Linked DNA regions of Sus scrofa: region 1 is linked to region 2. The links are chromatin contacts, called in public HiChIP or PLAC-seq maps. All regions are on one chromosome and are shown on one strand. Each heading gives the region's core, a stretch centred on a gene start, on an enhancer-like site or on the middle of the called end of the contact. The rest is flanking DNA. Distances are from core to core; before and after follow the strand shown. Region 1 overlaps CMTM7 (CKLF like MARVEL transmembrane domain containing 7). Region 2 overlaps GPD1L (glycerol-3-phosphate dehydrogenase 1-like protein).

Evidence for each region. HiChIP or PLAC-seq counts read pairs in DNA pulled down with a chosen protein or histone mark.
Region 1: a contact with region 2 is called in an H3K27ac HiChIP or PLAC-seq map of alveolar macrophages. The contact joins two enhancer-like sites. A contact is called at or near these places in 1 of 47 Hi-C or Micro-C datasets (embryonic fibroblasts) and 2 of 2 datasets of contacts at active chromatin or transcription factors (alveolar macrophages and skeletal muscle).

The regions. Positions count from the first base shown.
Region 1 is chr13:18,378,053-18,383,766 of Sscrofa11.1, reverse strand. The region is part of intron 1 of CMTM7 (CKLF like MARVEL transmembrane domain containing 7); the gene reads right to left. Among named protein-coding and RNA genes, the nearest start is that of CMTM7, 8.7 kb to the right of the region's middle. Within about 2 kb of position 3,221, at least 3 of the 83 cell types and tissues checked have an H3K27ac peak or open chromatin away from gene starts, as enhancers often do. A contact at or near this core is called in alveolar macrophages, where this site is marked.
Region 2 is chr13:18,153,938-18,159,530 of Sscrofa11.1, reverse strand. GPD1L (glycerol-3-phosphate dehydrogenase 1-like protein) reads right to left here. Exons shown (of 8, transcript XM_003483139.4): 5 at 2,276-2,388. Among named protein-coding and RNA genes, the nearest start is that of GPD1L, 30 kb to the right of the region's middle. Within about 2 kb of position 2,055, at least 19 of the 83 cell types and tissues checked have an H3K27ac peak or open chromatin away from gene starts, as enhancers often do. A contact at or near this core is called in alveolar macrophages, where this site is marked.

The DNA.
Region 1 (5,714 bases), core at 1,972-4,471, 220 kb before region 2:
AGGTCAGATCAACGAGAAAGTCATTCCAAAGGCTCCTGAGAGACACAGGCTGGCGCTCTTCAGTGCCTAGTTCAATCCAGCCTCCTTTAACGGAGGCAGTGTATCCAGACTCCAGTGACTGCAGAAGGCGCTACTAATTCCTCACACCTGCAAACTTCTTTGAATAATGTCCTTTGCACAGCTGTCCGGCTCAGGGGTCCCCTCTCTGGTCTGCAGCCAATGCACAGAACAAAAATCAATGCACACTGCCAAAACAGGGGCATCTCTGTGGTCCACCTCACCCGCCAGAGCGCCCACACGATCAGGCGGAGGGATACTTCTCAAACGCTGGGTGTAGTCTTCCTCCTGCCCTTGCCCGCTGCCCTCACTCTAGAAACCATCGCATGAGACGCCCCAGCTCCAGCTCTGCTTTTCGGGAAGCTGACTTCAACACTTCCTGTGATGGATGTTGGGAATTTTTTATTTTTTTCTTTTTAGGGCCACACCTGTGGCATATGCAAATTCCCAGGCTAGGGGTCTAAACAGAGTAGCAGCTGAGGCCTATCCCATAGCCACGGAAACACCGGATCTGAGCCACATCTGTGACCTATGTGTAGCCTGCTGCTACTCGCGCTCCTCAACCCACGGAGCGGGGCCAGGGATCAAACCCCCATCCTCAGGGAGACTACGTTGGATTCTTAATCTGCAGAGGCACAATGGGAACCCCAGGTGTTGGGAAATTCTAAGAAAAATTCTGGTCACTCAGGTCTTCTTGTTCCCTAGACTTTTCTGGTTCTTGACATTAAAAAAAAATTTTTTTTTTTTGGTCATGTCCACAGCCTGCAGAAGATCTCCCACCAGGGACTGAACCCGCACCACAGCAGCCACAACAGTGACAACCTCGAACCCCTTACCGGCTGAACCACCAGGGTACTCCCTAACATCTTAAATAAAGTCAAATGGGAGACCAGAGCAGTGGAACTCTGAGCTCTGAACACTAAGGAGAGCCTCTCAATGACAGTGGATGCAGAAGATCCCTGAAACTGTAAGGAAACCACAGGTGATGTTTGAGAATCTGAGTTACAGGCCAGATGAAAAAATTTCTAAGAACAGCCAACATCTGGCCCAGCCATTCTACTTTCAGGAATTTCTCTTTCTGATAATCTTTTACACACACAAAACTATGATATACACAAAGCTGCCCACAACAGCATTAGGAGGTAACAAAAGATGTGAAATAATCTAAATGTCTGTCAACAGGGACAGGTCATATAAATCATGGTAAATCCATTCTTTGGGACATATGCAGCTGTTAAGGAAAATGAGAATGAGAACACTCTGAATGCATACGGAATGATTAAGATGGAAAGCAAACACAAAGAGAAACATAAAACTACTCTTGAAGGATATACAAGAAACTGATACTACTGGCGGCCTCCAGGAAGGGAAAAGGGTGAACTGGGAGGACTTTTTCTACTTTAAAAAAAAAAAAAAGAAATTTTTTTTTTTTTTTTTGTCTTTTTAGACAGTAGCATATGGAAGTTCCCAGGCTAGGGGTCAAATTGGAGCTGCAGCTGCTGGCCTATACCACAGACACAGCAACATGGGATCCAAGCCATGTCTGTGACCTACACCACAGCCCACGGCAGTGCTGGATCCTTAACCCACTGAGTGAGGCCAGGGATTGAACCCGCATCCTCATGGATCCTAGTTGGGTTTGTTAACCACTGAGCCACGAAAGGAACTCCTACTTTTAAAATCTTGATCATGTGAATGTTATCTATTCAAAAAAAGTAAATACCACTTTAACAACTGTACAAACACAGTTATTGTTTACATACGGATTTTTATTTTTTTCAAATAGCTCTGGGGAGGGACCTCAGAGGGCAGCCAGACTGCTGGGCCTTAGAGGCAGTTTTACAAGCCGAGTGGCGGCTGCACAGAAGGTATTTAAACTCCCACACAGTTTCCCCATCTGTAAAATGGAAATACTGACACCTCTTGGAGATGTAATGATGAGTGAGTTCTCACATACAAAGCATTCAGCATGACGCCCAGAGCAAGAACTCAACCAACAGATTTACTCCACAGGAATTCGATGACCTATGACCACAGCCCAGATAAAAATTGTGTAATTTTTATAAAAATGGAGTTCCCGTTGTGGAGCAGTAGAAACGAATCTGACTAGTATCCATGAGGATGTGGGTTCGATCCCTGGCCTCACTCAGTGGGTTAAGGATCCAGCGTTGCCACGAACTGTGGTGTAGGTCACAGATGCAGCTCAGATCTCGCATTGCTGTGGCTGTGGTGTAGGCTGGCAGCTGTAGGTCCAATTCGATCCCTAGCCTGGGAACTTCTATATGCTGTGTGTGCGGCCCTAAAAAGCAGAAATAAAATAAAATAAAAATGGCACTGTAGGAGTTCTCTTGTGGCACAGTGGGTTGGGTGCTGTCACTGTAGCAGCTCAGGTCGCTGCTGTGGCATTGGTTTGATCCCTGGCCCAGGAACTTCTGTATACTGTGGGCATAGCCAAAAAAAAAAAAAAAAAAAGACACGGTTTTTCCTGCCTCCTGCACTGGTATTGCCCAAGCTTTTCTTGCTAAGAAGCAACCATGAGAGCCCCAGATCTGATGCAGGAGGCAGAGGCTTCTGTGGGTGTATTAGATACCTACATATCAAATTACCCCAAGTCAGTAGCTTAAACCAACACTAATTTATCATCTCCCAGTTCCCACTGGTCTGGAACCCCAGTAAACATCCCTGCTCACGGCCTCACATGGCTACAATCTAGATGTAGGCCAAGCTGGGGCTTTAATCTGAGGCCTGGACCAAGCTCATTTGTTGCAGCTGTAGGACCGAGGTCTTTATTTTCTGGCTGCCTTTTAGCTGAGGGCTGCTCTCAGCTTCTAGACATGATCCACAGATATCTGCCACGTGGCCCTGTGCCAGGCCTTCTCTCAGCAAGGCAGGAGTTTACTTCTCCAGGGCCAGCAAGAGACTCTCTCCTCTTGGGAAGAAGCCAGTACCTCTTTTAAGTGCTGTCACCTGATTTGGTCAGGTCTATCTGGAGATGATGTCCTTTTGACCAACCCAGAATCAACTGATTTGGAACGTTAATGACATCTGCAGCATCCCTTCACCTTGACACACGACATAACCACAGGAATGACATCCCATCACCTTGGCCACATTCTATTGGTTAGAACAAGTCACACGTCCCACCCACACTCAAGAGGATGGAATTACATAAGGTTGTGACTCACTGGGGGTCCCCCTAGGCAGTTCCTAGGGTGTGCCTGCCACAGTGGGCTAGCCTGGGAACCAGTTTGTCATACACAGAGAGACAGCACACCATGGGGGTGGGAGGGTCAGGCCTTGGCCACAACTGGGTTTGAAGGCCGACTCCAGAATTTAATGGACCTTGGGCAAGTTACAAGACCTCTCAGTCTTCATTCAACCAAAAGAAGGGGGAAATAAATAACGAACAGAGTCATTAAGGGTTACCCTAAGGGAAACTGCATGTAAAATGGCCTGATATAAGAGAGCAGACACTCAAACCATAGTTCTCCTCTCTGGAGGAACTTAGGACTTAAACAGAAGAATGATACTAATGGTCTCCTCTTAAGCCTTCCAGCAGCCCAGTCAGGAACATGTGAGACACTTTCTAAACTACTACACATGCTGTCTGGCCTACACACCCAGGAGGGGTTTTCCCCACTCTGCAAAGGGTTTTCGTCTCTGGCAAAGAGTGAAATTGCCATTTGCACCTGCTGTGACATCTCAGAACGCCTCCTTTTAGATTAGCTACCCACCCACTAGTGAGGAGCCAAATGTATAAATTATGGACCAACCAAATAATAAACTCATATGTCATTATCACAGCATCATTTTCTTTTCTTTCTTTCTTTTTGTCTTTTTAGGGCTGCTCCTGTGGCATATGGAGGTTCCCAGGCTAGGGACTGAATTGGAGCTGCAGATGCTGCTTACACCACAGCCACAGCAATGCCAGATCCTAGCCTTGTCTTTGACCTACACCACAGTGCACGGCAATGCCGGATCCTTAACCTACTGAGCAACGCCAGGGATCGAACCTACATACTCATCCGTACTAGTCAGGTTCATTTCCTGAGCCAAGATGGGAACTCCACAGCATCATTTTCGAATGAGGTTTAAGGAGTTCCTGTCATGGCTCAGCGGAAATGAACCTGCTAGCATCCATGAGGACACAGGTTCGATCCCTGGCCTTGCTCAGTAGGTTAAGAATCCAGCATTGCTGTGAGCTGTGGTATAGGTCACAGATTCGGCTTGGATCTGGTGTTGCTGTGACTGTGGTGTAGGCTGGCATCTACACTGATTCAACCCCTAGTCTGAGAACTTCCATATGCCACAGTGTGGACCTGAAGAAAAAAAAACCAAATGACATGAGAAAATACTCATGACATATTGATAATGGGGAGAAAAAAAAAAAAGACTCCAAACTGCCCTTTCATGAGCTCAAGATCTGGACTCAAATGGCCTGGCCAAAAAGCCAGTTTCACTACTTATAACTTTGTGACTTTGGGACAAGTCATCTAATTTCTCTACGTTTCCTCACCTGTAAAACGCAGCTAATGATAAGACCTACCTACCTATCATGAGGATTAAATGAGGTCACACACATGTAACACCTAGCCCAGTTGCTGTCACCTAATGGGAACTCAATACATGATAGACAATAATAATAATATTAGTTAAGTATCACTTTCAACATTTGAGAGGAAAAGTTTAAAAAAATACTTGTTTATAAACAATTTTAGCATTGTTGCTTCCTCCTTAGAGGAATAATAATAATTAAAAAAACCTAAGAGAAAAGTAAAAAGATATGGAGGTCATGCTATATTTAGTAACTCTCCACTTTTCAGAAGGTCCAACTTATTCTGAAAAATAAGCACCTGAAAGCACCTAATTAATTTTTCCATTTCTCCCCTTTCCCATTCCCTTCTGAAGGAATTTCACTTTTTCCATCTCTAAAAATGAGGATGTTATCTGTTACACTCTAAGTTTCACAGCAGTTCTTTTTGTGGGTAATATGTGGAAACCATATTTCCCTTTACCCATCCATCTATCCCTCTATCCATCTAAAGTAAAAGGAACAGCCTTGTCACTGCCTCTGCTGATTAAGACAAACCAGGTGAAAGAAATTCTCTGCAAGGGGGCTGAGAAGCTTCTTGGTTCTGATTTCTGCCAGGGAACGGAGCGAGCTGGGCTGGCTGGAGAGAGAGCCCGTGCTCCCTGTGAGCCCTCCTCCCTCCCAAAGAACTGGGGCTAGAGGACCAGCAGCCAGTGCTGGGCCCTGAGCCAGGCCACCGATGCCAGGAGTTGCTAAGGACCCCAGAGAGGAATGAATGCAGCAGGCAAGGGAACTGCTGAGCCAAATGAGTGACAAAGAAGGACAGCATGTGGCAGGCGGCGGGTCAGAGGGAGGACGCTGGGCAGCAGGCCGGGGCCAGCACAGCGGGCGGGTGGCAGGGGGAGGAAACAGATGGACGGCCAGGGGCCAGAGCAGGAAGCTCCATCGCTGAGAGCAGGAGGAAGGGAGGAGAGAAGATGCCATCCCTGATACAGAACTGAAATAAATGCATTGACCTAGACACGGAGGCCCAGGGATGGGCTGGAGGGCCTCCAGGACTCACTGTCATGCCAGAAACGCTGTGGACTCTGTTCAGACTCATGGGGCACCAACCCATACCCCCTCT
Region 2 (5,593 bases), core at 806-3,305:
CTAGTGGTTAGGACTTGGTGCTTTCACCAATGAAGCCCAGGTTGGATCCCTGGTCTGGGAAATGAGATTCCATATCACGCCATTGCATGCAGCAGCAAAAAATAAAAAATGAATACAAATAAATAAAACTTTTAAAAAGAGGGTACACATACATGTGTACTTGTCAAAAAGACTGCAAAAGTATATATAACAAACATTAATAGTGGTTATGTCAGGATATAGAGATTGTCAGTCATTTTCACTTTCTTTTTTACATCTCTATTGTGTAGAACTACCTTTTATAAACAGGAAGACAACAACAAAACTATTAATTACATAATCAAAGGAACATATGCCCATCTGCGCCTGCCTGGCAGGCTCTAACAAGGGAGGGCTTCATTTTATTCAACTGCCTGGACACTAAAGAGCACCACTGATCCTTAAAATCAGTGTTCACTTTCTGCCTGTGCTAACAGAGGCTACTTTGGAGTTCTTGACTAGATAAGACTAGACTAGATCTCTAGTCCTTGACTAGAGATAAGGTCTCTATCTCCTTAGCTGTTATTACTGCCAAGGCGCCTGTTTCTCAGTTTTCGAAACTCCCAGCTCTAATGCAAGCTGGAAGGAATGATGGGAACTGATCCTGTTGGAAAGGAAAGCCAGGGGAACGATAATAAATGGTCCTCAACCCCCATTTGCCGCTCCCCCCCACCCCCAACAAAACCACTCTGTCATGCTAGCAGCACAAATCCACTGGTAGGCTTCCTGCCAACAGAAATGAAAAGCTAGGCTAAGTTCAGACACAAGACCAGCATGTGGTCCCATTAATAGAAGCTTCTCCAGAGCCCTCCATTTAGCAGCTTTCTTCTCCCCCAGCACCTTTGCTCTGGGCAGGGTCTCACAGCATCTCCACCCACCACCAAACTTTAAAACAGCTTTGGAGCACCCAGACCTTGCTGAGCAATTAGGCCTTCATGGTGCCTCTGCTGGTGAGTGGTCATTAGTTTAATGAAGGACTATTAAAAACCCATAAAAATCTCAACCAACAAAAATAAACAATGCAGCCAAAGCCAGCATCTTAGCCATATAACAGGCTGAGTGCAATGTGAGATTACCCCCTAAGCACTCAGAAAGATGGACGCAGGCTGCCTGGGAGTCCAAGTGATATTAATTCTAGAAGGTGGTTTTGAATTCTGACTAGAAAAAAAGATGTACTGTTTGAAGAGTGGGAAGACACTCTCTGGGCTGGTCTCCCTGCATTTTTCTAATCTTTGCAATTTCCACCCGACAAAGTGAGGCAAATGCCAGATTACTTAATTTCCTTCCCTAGGCACTCAAGTTCCTGAAAAGCAGTTGCTGCTACAAAAGAAATGACTCAAAAGGGTTATTCGTTCACATTGAGGCTTTTTATTCCCCGCCTCCGCCCCCCCCCCCCCTTTGAGATGGCAGTAAGACAGCTCTGATTCCAAGGGGAGAAGGATCACAAGTTGAAGTCCAGTTCCCTGCTGGCTCTTTCCTGTAGTCAGGATACAGGGACCATACGGCAACCACGAGTTTGTGTTTTTTTTTTTTCTTCTTGGCCTCAGTGTACAGCAGCTTACAGGGATCTCGGTTCCCAGCAGACCGGGGATTGAACCCGGGCCACAAGCAGTGAAAGCGCTGAGTCCTAATCACCAGACCACCAGGGAACTCCCTTCTATGTACCCCTTTTAAAACTTTGAAAGGCAGAAGGGAATATCTCAGGAGCCCAAGTCCAAGGGCAGAAACTCCCCTTGACCCGCCCAAGCCACTAGCCAATAGAAGCTGCTTCTTTAATCTGACCTTTTCCTTTTTTAGATAAAGCTATTCTTAGAAAAACCTGTCTCAGCAGACTGCTTTTTTTCCTTTAAAAAGAGCCAGCCACATTATCAAACCCATCAGTGGCACATTCACAGTGACCAAGTTCCTCCTCCAAGTTCAAGATAATGTGTAAGGTGAAAAGGTATCAATTAATAGAAGACTCCCTGCCAGGGGAGATTCCAAGATCAAAGTCCACCCCTTGCTTTCCAAATGTTAATGTGGTCAGTTTCCCCAACAACAAAACACCACAGTGCCTCCCAGATTTACAAATAAAAGCAAACCGCAAATTGAGAGGAAATATCACTGTCCAGGAAAGGCTGGGGCGAAGCAGGAAGTGATAAACAAGGCTGCCAATTCACTGTTCTGCTCCAAGAACACCCACAGAACACAGAGCGCTGCTTGGGGACTGGTTGCAATAACGCCAATGGCGGGGGCAGAAATAATAGGGCTGCTTTACCTTCAGAGCACCACAAAGTTCAACGGTGTCTGCATCATCCACCACCGTAATTCGAAAATTCGGAGTCTGCAGAAGTTCTTTGAAGAGAAGGCCATTCTCCATGACCTTGCTGCCTATTCAAAGGTTAGAGAAAAGGAAATTAATAACAGCCTTTCGGCCTAATTTTCATATCTAACACAGTTCAAAATGACTTTCTTCTTATTACAAAAGTAACATATGTTCCTGATAGGAAATTTAGAAGTCAGAGAACTAGAAAGAGAAAATTAAAATAGTCTGTAATTCCACCCCAGATCATCATTAACAATTTGGCATACATCTTTAACTTACTGGAAGAGGAATACATAATACAGTTTTTTGCAAAATTGAGATCATAACGTGGATGTGGTTTCATAATCTGCTTTCCCTCACTTACGGCAAGAATAATTTTCAGTGACATCATATGCTTCCTACATTTTTTATTTTTATTTTTGGCTGCACCCGAGGCATGTCGAAGTTCCCAGGCCACGGATCACACCTTCACCACAGCAGTGACAATGCTGGACCCTTAACCTGCCGAGCCACAAGGGAACTCCCATTTTCTACATTATTTTAAGTGGCTGTTTTGTGTTCTCCAGATGTGAGCAGGAGACTGGCACTTGCCGTCTGCCTCTACATGGATTGAATCATGAGCCACTGCAGCTGCTGACCCTCAACACCCCCTGAAAAGTGCTCAGGTTATGGCACACTGAGAAAACTGGCAGAACAGGTCTTCATATAGTTAAGATATTTTCAAGAGAAGATTGCATGAGCCCAATTCTTGCATCTCCTCATATATAGAAAAGCATATCGTATCTAGAAAATCCTTATCCATATCATCCATAAAATCCATACCTCTTCGTATCTAGAAAATCTTTCATGGTGACACCTGCTCTTTGTGACTAGTAGTAACCTTCATGGGAGATTTAGCAGCGAACTTCTATGAAATGTGTGTTTGATTGCATGTACCCTTCTCCCTTCACCAAAATCACATACATACTGACATTCTTTGTCACTGACAGGCCTTTGGAGCGGTTTCTCAGAGGTATCTGAGATGCTGCCTCTCAAGCTATACAGTCCTCGCTTTGCCCCAAACAAACTTTAACTCACTCATAGCTCTCACACTGTGCTTTTTTCTTTATTTTTTAAGTCAACACTGAGTACATGCATTACATTTTATTTATTTAAGCATCTTTCTCTTGTTTGATATCTAATAAAACTGTGGCAATCTTTCACTACCACAGACACTTCTAAGCTCAACTTCTGGGAACTATATCTGGTCACTTGTGATGGAGCATAATGTGAGAAAAAAGAATGTATACATGTATGTGTGACTGGGTCACCTTGCTGGGTAGCAAAAAACTGACAGAATACTGTAAATCAGCTATAATGGAAAAAATAAAAATCATTATTAAAAAAAAAGCTCAACTTCTGTGTTTACATCTGTAACAAACACACTGTTCAAAACCATTTACCCTCTCTTTCCCGCAGGAGAGGACATCCCTTTCTACTGACGTTAGAAAGGGATGTCACTGACAGGCCTTTGGAGCGGTTTTTCAGAGCTATCTGAGATGCTGCCTCTCGAGCTATACAGTCCTCGCTTTGCCCCAAACAAAACTTAACTCACGGACCACAGTGAGTGGGGCAGATTTCCCCACCCCTTGGCCTTGGGCTCAATCACATGATAGGCTTTGGTCAAGGGGACATTAATAGACACACAGCAGAGGCTTGAAGCTCATTTGTGCAGTAGGAGGGCTGCTTCCCTTGCCCCTCTGCCTTCACTGTGAGAAGAACATGCCCCAGCTGGCCTGCTGGACCTCACAAGGAGAGGAGACAGAGAAGCAGAGCCAACCCAGCAGAGATCCACTAACCCCTCAGTGGATCCACAGAGCTGTCAACTGTACATATACAGGATGCCACTGAGATTCTGGGATTCTTTGTTACTTAACATCACTAGGGCAACAGAAAACAGATGCAACACTGACCAGTGCATTCACTGACTAAATTGCAGAAGATGGCCATGCATTCAAAGGGTCCTGGGTTTTGCCCTCACTGTTTCCCCTCTGAGCCTGGAATGCACAGAGCCTTGGTTTTTACACGCCATCCTTTTGTTTAGAAACTTCCAGCTCAAAACAAAATCAAACTTTACACACAAAGCCTGCAGTGAAATCCGCTCTGGGAGCTCCCACTGTAGCACAATGGGATTGGCAGCGTTTTGGGAGCACTGGGACTTGGGATCAATCCTGCCCTGGGCACGGTGGGTTAAGGATCCAGCATTACCGCAACTGAGTCTTAGTTTGCGGCCATGGCTCAAATCTGATCCCTGGCCCACGAGCTCCATATGCCTCGGGTAGCCAAAAAAAAAAAAAAAAAAAAAAAAAATTGCTCTGGTTGGCGGGGTGCAAGGTGGGGCTCAACTGTGGGAGGGCCTGGAATTCAGAATGATAAAATAAATTCATCAGCCAAGACCTGGTTCTCATGTCACAATCTCCACAAACAGCTGGCAGAAAACTCTCTGAGGACCATAGCACCTGGGCCCTTCCTGCCTCTAGGCTCCCAAGCTTGTTCCCAAGCTTGCCTGCACATTACAATTATCTGGGGATCTTGAAAAGCATGAAGGCTGGGCATACCACAGACCAATTAAATCACAAGCTCTAGGGTAGAACAGGCATCACTAATTTTTGAAGCTCCCCAGGTGACTCCAAACGGGCAGACAAGTTTGCAAACCTCTGATTTAGCCTCCTCTGGCCTCATGAGTAAAGCACTCTTAGAACTGGTATGAGTGTCTGTAAGAATCAGGTGTGTACCGTTTAGCACAGGGAACTATATTCAATATCCTGTGATAAGCCATAATGGAAAAGCTTATGAAAAAATATATGTATATAACTAAGTCACTTTGCTGCACAGCAAAAATTAATACAACATTGTAAACTAACTATACTCGAATAAAATTTTCAAAAAAATAAGAATCAGGTATGAAAACAGCCTGTTAGTAAAAATCAGCCTGCAAAAGTTTACATAATAATGGGATAGCTGCTATTTACATGCTTATGATTTTCCCCATTGACAGACAAGAGGCCTAGAGAGGTTTACCAAGTTGCCCTAGGTCACACAGCCTGCAGAAGGCAAAGCCCAAATTCTAACCCAGGTGTTCTAGCTCCAAGGCCCAAGCTCTCTCTAGGCTACATTCCTCTTGGGGTGGGAAAGGAGAAGATAAACAAGTAACAAACAAGCAAACATCACAATTAGAGCTAAGTCTTCCAATGCAGAAAAAAAGACGATTGTCAAGAAATAATATGAGGA